Regions from separate parts of the Canis lupus genome. Here region 1 is linked to region 2. A link is a contact called in public Hi-C data. All regions are on one chromosome and are shown on one strand. Each heading gives the region's core, a stretch centred on a gene start, on an enhancer-like site or on the middle of the called end of the contact. The rest is flanking DNA. Distances are from core to core; before and after follow the strand shown. Region 1 overlaps DUSP6 (dual specificity protein phosphatase 6). Region 2 overlaps LOC111090025 (a long non-coding RNA gene).

Region 1 (6,877 bases), core at 1,125-3,624, 260 kb before region 2:
TAGGTGAAGTGCATATGATTGTGAAAGGGAGAGTTAGGTCGCTCCATTATGTTCATGGTGTAAAGTTTTGAGCTGAAATTTATTATAAGAATGTAAAACCTTAAATTATTAATAAATAACTATTTTGGCTATCGAATGTATTTTTTCTTTTTTAAAATCTCTCCATAATTGTACCTACATGTGAAATGATACTGCGGAGGAATTTTTTTTTTGGGGGGAGGAGTGCTAGTGGCTTGGAAAGTACTGTAGGAACAGTGGCACAGAGTTCCCAGGGTTTCAGCAGCCCCAGGAATGTTTTTCAGGTGTAGTTCATGAAATTAATCTTTTGCTTCAAGCAAAGATGACATCAGAGAGTGAACTGACTGTATTATGTGTCCTGATAATACTTTAGGGATACAGTTCTGGCTTAAGAAAATAGTAATGCTCTTGATGAAAAATGAAGCCATAGAGCACACCTTGTTGAGATAATAAGGTTTGGATATTCAGGACTTGTCATAAAGGGGGGGAGGGTACCCGCAGAAGAAGAAGAATGGTGTTAACCTCTCTGCTTCTCTGTCAGGGTCTTCTACTCAGTAATACACATGCCAGGGAGAAAACGGATAATTCTCTTTCTGGTTTGTTCCTATGGCAATTCCACCTGCAAATGATCCTAGCGTCGGAATAACAAATGGACCAAGAGTGAGGACTCCCCTTGGCTCTCTCCTATACATGGCAAGGTATAGCTAAGCTTCACACTGAGCCTGGATGTGGGCCTTAAAATTTGACATTGGCACTTGGGATCAAGCTTTGCCAGTCCTGTTCTAATGTGCTTTGTGCTTCACTGGTTTAGTATGTGGGCCAGAAACCACTATTGAACCTTACTTAGGTCGAGGTAATTTTGAACAGTTCCTTTTAAGGTAAAGGCTTAATATCCTGTCACTTTCCCTGGGACATCCACTCTCCTGGTCCCAAATGTAAAAGTACACAAACCAAAATAAAGGGCAGGCGTCTGAAATCAAAAGAATTAGAACATACCTACATTTCGGGCTCTTTTCGAATGAACTTAGTCCCTTTACCTGCATTGAGGAGAAAGGTGAGCTCTTCACCCACAGGGCCCAGGGGGAGATCCTAGTGGGATGGTTTGGTCCATCCCACTTGATCTACCTTATAGAAGGCAAGTGGCTCTGATGATTTCACAGCAATCCTATCAAACTGTCCAGACTGACTTTTAGCGACTAAGCATGTATAAAAAGCAAACAAACAGTGCAGAAAAATACCAGCTCAGTCGTTCCCATTTGGGTGCCCCAAGTCAGCCAGAGCTTAGAAAGGAGAAGTGGGTTGCAGTTCAACTTGGCTCGTGTTAATCCAGTTCTGAACGGTTTCCGCTCCTGGCATTCCCTAAACTGCCTGTTCAAAGTAGGGATTTGCAAGCAGCGTTAGCAATTTCCTGTCCAGCTGCAGCTCAAGTAGCTGCGTGCTCCCCCCCCCCTTTCTTTTCTCTGATTTCTTTTCTCTTTCTTTCTTTTCTCTCTCTCTCTTTTTTCTTTACGATGGGCTGTGGATAATTTTAGTGCATTTCCTCTTTGTGGATTATCATCTCCTTTCCTCCTGGAACCTGCATACGTTGGGTTCCTACTGCTCCGCTCCAGCCGACAGCTGGCCTCCCCAGCACTTCCTCTCGCTTCACTGTGGGTTTGTTGTTTGTCAGTCCACTTCTGAAATTAATAATGTTTTCTGGCCAAGTGCCACAAGCCATTACCACAAAGGGGAAGTAACACATATGAATAGCAGGAAGCCATGCAGGGTCACAGTGTGAGCTGAACCTGTGGAGGGAGCATAATTGAGCCTGGCCCATTCAGCAAGTGTCTGACAGCGATTTGGGGAGAAGGAGCGCCCCGCATTTAAGCAGCTCAAGCTGTGAAAAAAAAAAAGTTTCCAATAAATTGGTAGCAAATGGTCTTTGTCATCAGCCTGAATAAAGGAACAGGAGCAAGAAGAGTTTAGAGCCCCCAGAAAGTGGCAGGGTTTGGGATTTGTCCCCCCACCCCACCCCCCCCTTCTGGCATATTGTTTCATAGGGCTGGTAACAGAGGGGGGCCTGCTTCCCTCTGGTGCCACAAAAGGCTTCATATTAAATGGGTGGTTTTTACGGTTCACTCAGGCCAGAAGATTCAAAGAGCTATTCTCTTTCTTTCTTTTTTCTTCCACGGAAGGTGGAAGGTTGGAACTGGCAGCACCGGCCCCCACCTTACTCCCGGTCTTCCCTCCATCCCCGTGGCTGGGGAAGGCGACCCTTTTGCATCTAGGAGTTGGGATCAGTTCCTGAATGGGGCCCACATGGTTACTAGGGCAACCCTAGGCCGCCTGGGCAGCTCTCTCCCGCCTCCCCCCTCACCTGCTGGCCCTTGGGAGGCTTCCCTGGGGTCCCTTCCTCAGGAGAGAGCCTTTCCCCCCTTCCTGGCCTTCTGCAGGGTGCTGGGGAGGCCTCTCCCGAGAGGAGGGCATCTTCAGGCTTCATGCGCTCAATGTAGGAGCCCCAGGGACTGTGCTGGTTCATGGTATGAAGCAGCCTTGGGGTTAAAGACCGAGAAAGGGGCCTCTGGGGCTAGAAAGATCAGCCTTCGAAGGAGGGAAAATTGGAGAGTGGCCCCGACCCAACAGTTAGGAGACCTGAGCCCTTAACTCTTGCTTTCTCCCTCGTGCACCGGCTAGCCCTGGGCCGGTCAGCCAGCCTCACTGGTTTCCCCTTTCTTGTCTGTAAAACGAGAGCCTTCCCCTTTCGGGCTAGGTTTCTCCCAGGATTCCGGCCTTCTGGTCACAGACTGGTGACACATGTTAGACGATCAAGTGGGCTACAGGCAGGCAAAGCAAGCAAAGGTATCGGATACTCTACTTCATGCACAGTATCATCTCCTTTCATCCTCCGAACAGCCCTGAGGGATGCTTCCTATCATTATCGTTAGTTTTCAGAGAGGAAACTGAGAGGGAGAGAGACCCCCAGCGCCTCAAGTCAACTAACGGGAAGCAGTAGGACCGAGCTTTGGAGCTTTCGCTCTCCTGGTTGTGAACATCAATCTTTGCTCATTTTTACAGGGTCCCCTGCTGTCGACCTAGGAAGCGGTGGGCCCATTTTATGGCTGAGGAAGTAGAGGAAGCAGAGATCAAGTGACTCGCCCAATCAAACCCAAATTCAACAGTATAATCATGAGATTGCCACAGGGCCCCCGAGGATGTGTCACCAGAGAGATGCCGTGTCTGCCTGGAAGCTTCTATCTTCTCTCTCCATGGAGGACTCGCCTCACCTTGGGGCCCATAAGCACATACATTACAAGACTGATGTTCCTGGGGATCTCTAGGGTGGCTAGCATGCCGCCCAGCTGGCCCGGACCCCTGCCCACATACCCCTTTCAGGATTACACGGGGGACTGACCTCAGAGAAATTCACTTCCTCACTCTGGTCCCTCCCAGAGGAACGCTGGTGTGGGGCTGGGAGAAAGAGACCCAGAGACAGAGACAGAGACAGAGAGAGACAGAGATGGAGAGGGAGAAGGAGAGACAGAGAAGGAGAAGGAAAAAGAGGAGGAGAGAGGTGAGAGGGAGAGAGAGGAGGAGAAGAGGAGAGAGACAGGGAGAGAGGGACAGGGAGAGAGGGACAGGGAGAGGGGCAAAGAGACAGAAGAGATGGGGAAGGAGAGGGAGAGAGAACATATGGCGAGGTCTGTGGGGTATGAGAGGCAAATTAGAAATTAGTGGAGATGTGAAACCCAGCAAGGGCAGATTATTTGGTAGCTGGCTGCTAAGTATTCTTGAACACTCATCGTCAAAAAATCATTCTTTGGGTCAAAATGCTCCAAAAGAATTACTTTGGGTATAAGTTTATTTGTAGCCACTCACACAGTAATAATCATTTTCCAAAAGATCCTGCAGACTTTCAAATACCCTTACACCTCTAGTGTTCTCACCGCAATTGGCCCTGAATCAACCTGGTTCTGGGGAGGGGATCTTCAAACTCCAAAAGTGATTTCCTAAGAGTATTTAGGGGCACAGAACAAAGTTCAAACAATTCACAAATATTTATCCAGGCCTTGATCTGTGTTGCACTGATTCGACGGGACAAGGTGAAAAATAAAAGGCAATGGAAGACTTACCAAGCCCTTGAAGGCTGAAGGCAACCTCATTTTCTTTCTTTTCTTTTCTTTTCTTTTCTTTTCTTTTCGGTGAGGGGAGGGGAGGGGAGGGAGGGACGGGGAGGGGAGTGGAGGGGAGGGAGGGAGGGGAGGAGGGAGGGGAGGGGAGGTCGTGGATGAAGGGGAGGTGGGGGGGGGGGGGGGGGCGTGGACGGGAGTGTTTTGGTATGTTGGTTTGTATGCTCTGTATTTGGAAGCTATTGATCCCTCCTCCCCTCCCCTCCCCTTCTCTTCCCTTCCCTTCCCTTCCCTTCCCTTCCCTTCCCTTCCCTTCCCTTCCCTTTCCTTCCCTTCCCTTTTCCTTTGTTTTTTTGGTTTTGTTTTTTAGAGGGAAGCTGTGTGGGGGAGGGCAGAGGGAGAGGAAGAGAGAGAGAGAATCCCAAGCAGACTTCATGCCCAGGACGAAGCCCATGCAGGGCTTGATCTCATGACCCTTGATCATGACCTGAGCTGAAATCAAGAATCTGATGCTGAACTGGCTGGGCCATCTCAGGCGCCCTGGCAATGTCATACTTCTAAGTGTGGTCACTCAATCTTTCTGCTAGTGCCCCAGATCAAAGCAGAACCCCCAAGGGACTATTGGGCAAGTCCTTGTAGATCCCTGCATGTTGCAATAGTCAAAATAACATTTTAGATATGGTATTTTATACAGGAGAGGATCAACAGCCCCCATGCCTGCAATCTGGTCTGCCCACCTCCCTTTTTCGTCATGGAAAACACCTTTCGAGAATGTTCATTATCTCCGGAGCCTCTTAGTGAGAAGTTGTGGACCACTGTATCTTCAAAAACGAACCCTTGGACACACAAAGGAAGAAAGAGAAAATATCCTTCGTGATTTGATAACATCCTACGAAGCATCAAGCAAGTCTGAAACAAGTTGCTTTTTCTAAGCTAGAATTCTCTTTCCTGCATTTGGAGACAGCCTAAGTATTTCTGACATTTTTTTCTGAGCATTTTTCATCAGGTCCAGTTTAATTCCTACAGCAAACATTAACAAGAGAAGGAAGGAAGGAAGACGAGCGGGCAAAGAAGGGGATTTGGCGGAGCCCGTAGCTCCCAGGACCATGGAGCTAACTGACAGAGCCAGCCAGCTGCCCCTTCACCTGATGATCTGGTTATTATTGTTACGTCACAAACAACCCCAAAATGTAGTGGCTTCAGACAACAACAATGATTTATTTGTTTTCCAAAGTTTGCATTGAACAAACCTCTGCAGGGAAGGCTGATGTCTGTTCAGCGTCTTATAATCTAGAACAGTTCGACTGGGGGCCAGAGGGTCCATTTCCCAGACGGCTCTTTCCCATGGCTGGCAAGTTGGTGTGGGCCGAGCTGGGAGCTCAGCCAAGGGTTAGGGCCAGGGGCTCTGAGTCTTCACCATGTGGCCCAAATTTGTCACTGCGTGGTGTCTGAGTTCCATAGGTGAAACCCCAAGTGAGAGAGTCCGGTGGAAACCGTACCGACTTTTAGCACCAAAGCTCAGAAGTTTCTTCTGCTGCGTGCCAAGATCTGCCCCCCTTCAAAGACAGGGGATGAAGGAGGGGCAGGATTCGGGAAGAACACAAGGGTTGGGAAATATTGTTCTAGCCATTTTGGGAAAACACAGTCTGCCTCACCTCACATGGAAACTGTTTGAATGTAAGACCGTGAGAAGTACTAGTGAGGCCCCAAATTAGTCTCACGACCCCATCTTAACAGCACGATAGTTGTCAACAACAGCTGAAATTATTTTTCCAATCCAGCCCTTTTTTCCATCCATCTCTAACATTCACAACAGAGCAATACCATCAAATTAATCATTAAGATTGACCCCTAAATAGAATCTAAACCAGTTTTCGAAAGGAATATTAATGTTTTCATCTTGGCAGAGACAATGTCATGTTCGAGATAGATTCACCAAAGTTATTGAGTGCAGCGATACACAGTTCATTGTTCTCAAGGAAAATGGTACTCTGGTATTTCATCGTATTTCGTCGCAGCAGACCATCCTACTTTGATAGACATTTGGGGTTTTTCCATTTTTAACCATTATGAGCAATACTGCTAAGAAGACTTGTGTGCATGTACCTCGATGCACATGCACACGTTTCCCTGGGTTATACAAGGGAGCAAAATAGATATAGACTGTGTAGACTCCCAACTTCAGATGATGGCAAATTGTTTTCAAGGTGGTTGTGCCAATTTGCGTTACCACCAACAGTATTTGAATTTCCATATCATTCCATATTTTTGTCAACATTTGGTATTGTCAGACTTTTTAGTTTGTGCCTATCTGGTGGATGTGAAATGAGTATTTATTATGATTTTAATGTTCATCATCTGATTCTTCACGAGGGGGGAGTCATTGTCTTGCATTGATTCACCAAAGGAAATTTTATTTTACAAAGTGCCTATTCAAATCTCTTGCTGTGTTTTCAACTGAGTTATTTGTGGGTTTTGTTTTTGTTTTGTATTGATATAAGGAGCACTTTGTCTCTGAAGACTGATCTTTTCTTGATTATATGCACTGAAAATATCAGTGCAATGCTTTTCAGACTTTGCCCCTCTGTTCTTCCTTAGGGAAGCATGTAGGTGCTTTTGGGGGCAGGTTGTACAATATACAACTGCTAAAAGGTGCCAATCAGAGAGACAATGACAAAAATGCATGGCCAACCTGCATATTCCTACATGGATGACTTAGAGGCCTGTGGTTTTTGAATCAAGGGACTTGTGGC
Region 2 (7,205 bases), core at 880-3,379:
AAATGAATGAGACCATATATGTTTGTCCTTCTCTGATTGGCTTACTTCACTCAGCATAATACCCTCCAGGTCCATCCACGTCGAAGCAAATGGTGAATATTTGTCATTTCTAATGGCTGAGGAATATTCCATTGTATACATAGACCACAGCTTCTTTATCCATTCATCTTTCGATGGACACCGAGGCTCCTTCCAGTGTGGCTATTGTGGACATTGCTGCTAGAAACATCGGGGTGCAGGTGTCCCGGCGTTTCATTGCATCTGCATCTTTGGGGTAAATTCCCAGCAGTGCAATTGTTGGGTCGTACTTTCCCAAAGTCTTATACTTAGTGTGTGTCAGAGATCTCTTGGTGTTTGTAGTGCTCTTTCCATTCGAGGTATGAGTGAATTTGAATCAAGAGGCCTGCTTTCCCTACCACACGTCATCTGGAGAGTCTGGATTGCTTTCAGTTCATAGCACTTGATTACAAAGATGAACTTGGAATCGATAATCCCCTGAGTTACTGAAAAAGGGAATGGCCACGCTTAGCTTTTATTTCACTGTGTATTTTCGACAGTGGGGAAGTTGGTTTACCAGGAGAGCTCTGACTAGATCTCTGTGAAATTTACGTGAAGACTGTGGATGACTTTTGAGCCCATGTTCTTGGACTGTGTTTCCCACCTCTTTGCAGGGTGATGAAACTGGGCAGCTGCTTCCTGGGGGTAAGGTGAAGAGGTGGGTAATCTGCAGCCCCTTCCAACCCCTGGAGGAAAGTTCTACAGTAGGACCAAAAGACCCCTCAGCCTTCTGCTTCACCGAGGGCTTCTCAATGTTCTGTTTGCACATTCTTTTCCTGCTTGGTAATTAGCACCAGCTGTCTCAACTTAAAAGGAAGGAATCCCTTTGAAATCCTCCCTATCCTCCGTGAAATGTGCTACTGAAACGTGCTAATTAGTAACTGGACTTAGGACAACACAGACATGTGTTTCCTGTGAGTGCTCTAGAAGGAAGAGGAGGACGGATAGGAACATCTGTTGAGTTGCATATGTGTGTATGCTTTCCTAACTTTCAAAATGACATTTTTAATGGCAATCTATCTGCCCAAACGTGCTCACTAGCCAGTAGCTCAAGCCCAGCCCCCACCACGCATTGACTTCTCTCCCAGCTCAAGCTCAAGAGTGTTCCTGAGTGCAAGGAGCAGAGCCACTGGGGTAGTTCCCCTTGGTCTCAGCAAATTGACTTTAGGTCAGCATCCCCCCACTTTTCACCATAGTGGCAGGAATCACAGGGCCCCAGGGAAAGAAAAATGACTCCTCTTCCTTTGGGGACCACTGGCCCAGAAGAGTCAACAGTCCAGTGGATCTGTAACGGTGAGCACGCCCTGGGATGTGGGGAGGGAGCATAGACACAGAATGTAGTGTTGTGTCAAACACACTTAGCTGAAAAATGGAGGAGCCACTGGCTTGCCAGTTCAAACCACGATTGTGTGAAAATCTGTGTCTTCACAGATACTTCAGGGCAGCATTCCAGGGTTTCAGACTGACTTGTTGGTCTGCGGGCAAGAGCTATGTACTGACGACACGGAAGGAAAGTCAGCTGATTTGATGGGTGCGCTTAGGGACTTCTTGGCAGGATGAAGGGAGTGCACAGGGGGCTTGCAAAAGTGTGGGCAGCCTCTTCCCCCTCCAAGATCATTCTTTCGGAGCAGTTGCTGGCATCACAGCTGTGTCTCTTGGTGCCCCAAAGGCGGCTGCTGCAATAAGTGGCACCCCAGTTGTTCTCATATTCTCACTTCACCGGCTCACAGTTTCAAGTCCAAGTGTTTGATAGGTTGAGCTGAGGTCACATCACTACCCCCAGGGCTGTAAGTGCAGTGAGGACGGTAATCACAAGATCGGCCCTGTTGGTGGGAAATTCAGTTGGAGTTCGTGATTTTTTTTCTCCAAATCACAGACAGTAGTGGAAGGATAATTCCCCATGAGGAAGCCAGGTTATTCCTCGCAATAAAATCTGATAAATATCCACTGTAGAGACCTACAGAAACAGTGGATTCTGTTTGTCCAGCGTCTGTGGTTTATGGTTACATGCAGTCATGCATGATCGATGCTATGACAGACCTGCCCTGTAGATAGATCTGAACACCGGGCCCAGCTGATCCTGCTCAGGAAATAATCAGTAACTGAGAGTCTTCTGCTGTACCCGGGACAGCTCCAAGGCTTGGAGACAAGCAAGCCGGATTCCAAGGACTCTGTGTGTCTCTTGTCTATGTTGGATCTTTGACTGCCTACCTAGCACTGACCCATTTTCTTGTCCCATTCCCAGATGTCGTGTCCTTGATGTCTGTGGGCTCATGGGCTTCAGCTTGGCCACCTGGCTTCCCTGGGTCTGTGATTTCAGGCCTGTCCAGCTGAGGAGGCCAGATAAGGATATGGGGTTGCTATTTTTTCTCCCAGATGTTTGCTCTTCTGACTGCACCAGGCTTTGTCATTTGGACTCCTACATCTATAACAGGTAACACCATTCTTTTTCTTTCCTGCTTCTGGAGAGGGACAAAGGCAAGAAGAGAGAATAGAAAAATCATCATGTACTTCTTTAGGGGACATAGCAGACTGCCACACGTGATGAGAGGGCTCCAAACCCACAGCTGGCTTACTCCCCACCTCAAAATCCTTAATGGTCTCTGGTGCCTTCAGCATTAAGATCAATTGCGAGGCAGGCAAGTGCTTTCCTGAACCCTTTGCTTTGTAATCTAGGCTCAGGCTTTGCCAAGCTACTTTTAGCTTCCTAAGCAAGCTGTGTTTTCTCACGTCTTCATCCCTCACACAGAATGGATCTGCCTCTAACATTTGTAGGACCCAGGGCTTGGGTACAAACAGAGGATGAAGGCTGTATTTCTGAATTCTTAAAATGTATAGACTAAGATAACACCATGTTATTTAAAATATATTCTATCCTCTATTTTTTAAAAAGTTTATCTATTTATTTTTGTAATTCCTACACCCAATGTGGGGCTCAGATTCATGACTTTGAGATCAAGAGTCACATGCTCTTCTGATTGAGCCAGTCAGGGATCCCTCTATCCTCTACCTTTGACAAAAATACCTTCGTAACTACCTGGAAAGTTAGAGGTTTTTTTGGAATCTCAGACCCTTCAGCATTCTACATCAGAATGGTGCAGCACAGGAAGTGTTCCCAGCACACAATGCCCCCCCCCCCGCCCCCATCTTCTCTTTTACCCCTTGATCTGTCCTGCACCATGGGTTTTGCAGGTGGGTGTGTGGACACCCCAGACTGCACATCCAGGTGTGCCCACACTACCTACAAATGGACATTCCCTACCAGTAAGCACATGAGCAGGTTGGCCCACCCCTGAAAGTTTGGAAGAAGCCATACAAGTTCTGCTGGGGAGCCTGGAGCCACTGGGGCAGGGACTTCTGGGGTCCTAGTTTCTAGAGCATGGTCTGAACTGGAAGGAGTGGGAAAGGGCTCTGAATGGGCATGACCTCTTGGCATTACAGACTCCATCCCCACGTGGAGGGGCACAGCTAGAGAGCACCAGAGCATAGGCCCTATTTTTGGGTCTAAGGGTGGTACTGGCCACATATATTCCCCATCCTCTTAGGATGCTCATCCTGAATCTGATTGACTCATATTCATCTCTCAGGGATCATCTCATATTCCACCTCCTTCCTCCAAGCACTCCTCTCAATCTTCCCAGGGTGGGTTGCATGTTTCTCCTCAACTTGCTATAACACTTACTATGTGACTATATGATTTAGCCTCTTGGCACCTCAGCTTACTGCAGACTGTCATGAGGATGAAAGAGTTAATACATGCAGAACGTTAGAACAGTGCTTGATGAGAAATAAATGTGAACTATCGGGATCCCTGGGTGGCGCAGCGGTTTAGCGCCTGCCTTTGGCCCAGGGCGCGATCCTGGAGACCCGGGATCGAATCCCACATCGGGCTCCCGGTGCATGGAGCCTGCTTCTCCCTCTGCCTGTGTCTCTGCCTCTCTCGCTCTCTCTGTGTGACTATCATAAATAAATAAAAATTAAAAAAAAATGTGAACTATGATAACCATTATTATTATATAATCACATAGCATGCTGTGCTTCTTCCCTACAAATACCTCATGCTGTTTTGTCGTTGTGTGTTTTCTCATGCCTTTCTTCTCAGCAGATAACATGCTTCTGGAAAACAAGGAATTAATCTTATTTAATGTTGTATTCCTAACACAAAACCCAATATATGTAACATAGTCGGTGCTCTATAAATGTGTATGGAGGGGATGAGCCGTCTCAAGGGGAGTTGGAATTTACCTCTGGAAATGTTCATGCTGCGTGCGGCCTGCGACTCTCTATAAGAAAAACCACTGGGAGGCTGAACTCACTTGCTCAGATCCTTCTGACCCTAGGCTCTCAGAAGGTCAGATGAAAATGGTAGAACTGAGTCAGGACTATGTCACAGGGTGGCATAGGAAAGAAATATTCAAGTTCCAGGCCTACCCTGGAATTAAATACACGTGTACATGATACTAACCCTATGTCCTGGTAAAGATTTACAACCCGAACATTCCATTTTGTAATACTATATATGTCTTCATATGAGTCAAAGAATCTATGAAGCATTCTCCCAAGGGCTTTAAGATCACATGTTTCTCAGCATCCATGATCTGGGGAGTATGTCCCTGTTTTTTTTTTAATTGGACCTGTTTATTCTGATGACTTGCAGATAAGCAGAGCTGAGGAAATATGGCCAGGAGACCGTCTTTAATGACATTTGTTTAATTACAAACTGCTCCATGGAAACTGCTGTGTAGAGTCTTCCCCACTACTTACCACCATTCAAATAGTTGCAAAGTAATTTCCAATCCAGTCCCAAGATTAGAATTGAATGGGCCTGGTTGCTGGTTGGTCAGGAAACTGTTCTGTTTGTCATTCATTCATTCATTCATTCATTCGGGGTTGTCCTGAACTGTGATTGGATGTAGGAAACATGCTTTGCACAGAGTCCCAAAAACAAGAAATGAAGGAAAACAGAAAATCCTCCTAAGTGAATTCACCGTTTCCTTCTTTTAATGTTCTGATTACTCATTTGGCCATTGCATATAATGAAAGTAGAATTTTTCAGTGCCTAAGGCACTGCAAACAGGATTTTTCAAAATTAATTAAAATAAAGACTGAGCATTTAAGACTTTCATTAAGTAATTTTAGCAAAATAATGATTTTTATTGTGACAAACACCTATATATGTTAGTAATGTGCCAGGCACCAATATTTTATTTCTCACAATGATCCCTATGAGGTAGGATCTACTATTTTCCTTATTTTACAAATGAGAAAACTGAGGCATAGAGAGTTAGGGATTTAGACCAAGGTAATATAATAACAGGCAAGGTCGAGATCCAAACCTAGTCCATCTGTGGACTAGAGTCTGGTCACTTCACAACTATTCTCTAAAAGTTGATATAAAGAACATGTAAATAAGTATTTTAAGTATTTTTCAGCTAGAGAGGCCCTGTTGAGCTAGATATCAAGAGAAGGAAATCTAAAGGAAATAACATTAATATAAGCATAGTGGTACCTAGGGATCCCTGGGTGGCGCAGCGGTTTGGCGCCTGCCTTTGGCCCAGGGCACGATCCTGGAGACCGGGGATCGAATCCCACTTCGGGCTCCCAGTGCATGGAGCCTGCTTCTCCCTCTGCCTGTGTCTCTGCCTCTCTCTCTCTCTCTCTCTCTGTGACTATCATAAAACATAAAATAAAAAAAAAAAAAAAAAAAAAAAAAAAAAAAAAATAAGCATAGTGGTACCTATTTTCAGTTTAATACATATTTAAATTTTTATTTCTGGGCAGCTTAATCTTGCTTTGATGGTACGCTGATTATATAAGGCTGATTGTGGCATAGGTTAGTGAGTTCTCGCTAATAGCAACACACCTCAGTATCTTGAGCATCTGACATTTGGGCTTTTTAAGATTGGGACTGACCTCCCTAAATGAGGATTTTTCTGAATGAAATGTAATTGATTGAAGCTGAATGAAGTGCAGGGTGAGATATGCTGCATGCCCCGAACCCTTGGGAGTCTGACACAGACGACTGTTTCCATGGCAACAGGTCAAGGCATTAACTGTTGCAGGGCTGACATGATGGCAAGATTTGGGTTCTGGGTTTATGTTACATTCTTCCCTTTCTCATATTCTCAACTTCCTGGATATATTTCCTCTTGCATCTGGTCCTATCACAAGCTAATGATAACCAGTTGTTACAGGAGGAAGAAACAAGATCAGCATCCGGCCAACCTTTCTAGAACCTGATAAAAGGAAAAAATGTTGCTCCCATTAATTCACTTGACCTTTTCAAATGGTGGCTCACAAAGGTTTTGAGAGGCTTCTTCTGTTATAGAGTATGACTATCCTCATGCCTGGCTTGAGGGTTGGTGACTAGATGGAAAAATTAAAATAAAAATAAAAAAGAATGATAACGTCTACTCTCCCTCATTTGCACCTTTTGCTTAGGTCTGTGCTGATTTAAAAAAGATGGAGGGAGAATATAGTAGGAGGACAGAAAGAGAAAAGGAAAAGCAAAGAATGAGGGGCTGCCTGTATTAGGATGATTGTGGTGGGATGGCTCAGATACTGAGCCAACTTTCCATATTTCTCCAGGTCCATGAAATCCATATGTTCAGTCAGTTGCCTTTTTTTTTTTTTTAAGAAAAAATGTCTCAGTGATACTTTAGGAAGAGAGGGTATGTCCAATCGAAAATAGAATAGGTATAGATATTACTGCTTGGGTTGGTCTAGCTATTAAAAGAAATTACAATTATCATAGAAAACACATATACAGAGTTAATTTGTGCCAGGTATTATTCTAAGGTCTCTCCTTATATTCACTCATATAATCCCAACATGAACCCTATGGGATAAAACTATGATATTTACAGCCATTTTATAGTTGAAGCATAGAGATATAAAATAATATTGCCAGAGCTTCAAAACTATTACCTGTTGAGACAGTTTTCAAACCAAATAGTCTGATATCAGAGCTATGGCGTTAACCCTATTCTCTACAGAATCCTAAAAACTGATTTAGTTTAGTGTGATACCTAAACATTTCTGAATCATTGACCTTTATCCTCATTTATTAGATTTGACAGCATCATGTAGCTCTTCCGCTCTAAGTCAAAATACACGGCATTTTTGTTTATGTTTGTGTGTGTGAGTAC

The links. A called contact is a pair of places that touch in the nucleus more often than the background predicts.
Region 1: a contact with region 2 is called in a Hi-C map of amygdala, with 4 times the contacts expected there. The contact joins two enhancer-like sites. A contact is called at or near these places in 4 of 9 Hi-C or Micro-C datasets (amygdala, blood and skin fibroblasts).

The regions. Positions count from the first base shown.
Region 1 is chr15:30,621,383-30,628,259 of UU_Cfam_GSD_1.0, reverse strand. DUSP6 (dual specificity protein phosphatase 6) reads left to right here. Exons shown (of 3, transcript XM_038558624.1): 3 at 1-136. Among named protein-coding and RNA genes, the nearest start is that of DUSP6, 7.9 kb to the left of the region's middle. Within about 2 kb of position 2,374, at least 6 of the 20 cell types and tissues checked have an H3K27ac peak or open chromatin away from gene starts, as enhancers often do.
Region 2 is chr15:30,364,830-30,372,034 of UU_Cfam_GSD_1.0, reverse strand. All of the region lies in intron 1 of LOC111090025 (a long non-coding RNA gene), which reads left to right. It overlaps LOC111090026 (a long non-coding RNA gene), which reads right to left. Exons shown (of 3, transcript XR_005370456.1): 2 at 4,113-4,173; 3 at 187-2,519. Among named protein-coding and RNA genes, the nearest start is that of DUSP6, 260 kb to the left of the region's middle. Within about 2 kb of position 2,129, at least 2 of the 20 cell types and tissues checked have an H3K27ac peak or open chromatin away from gene starts, as enhancers often do.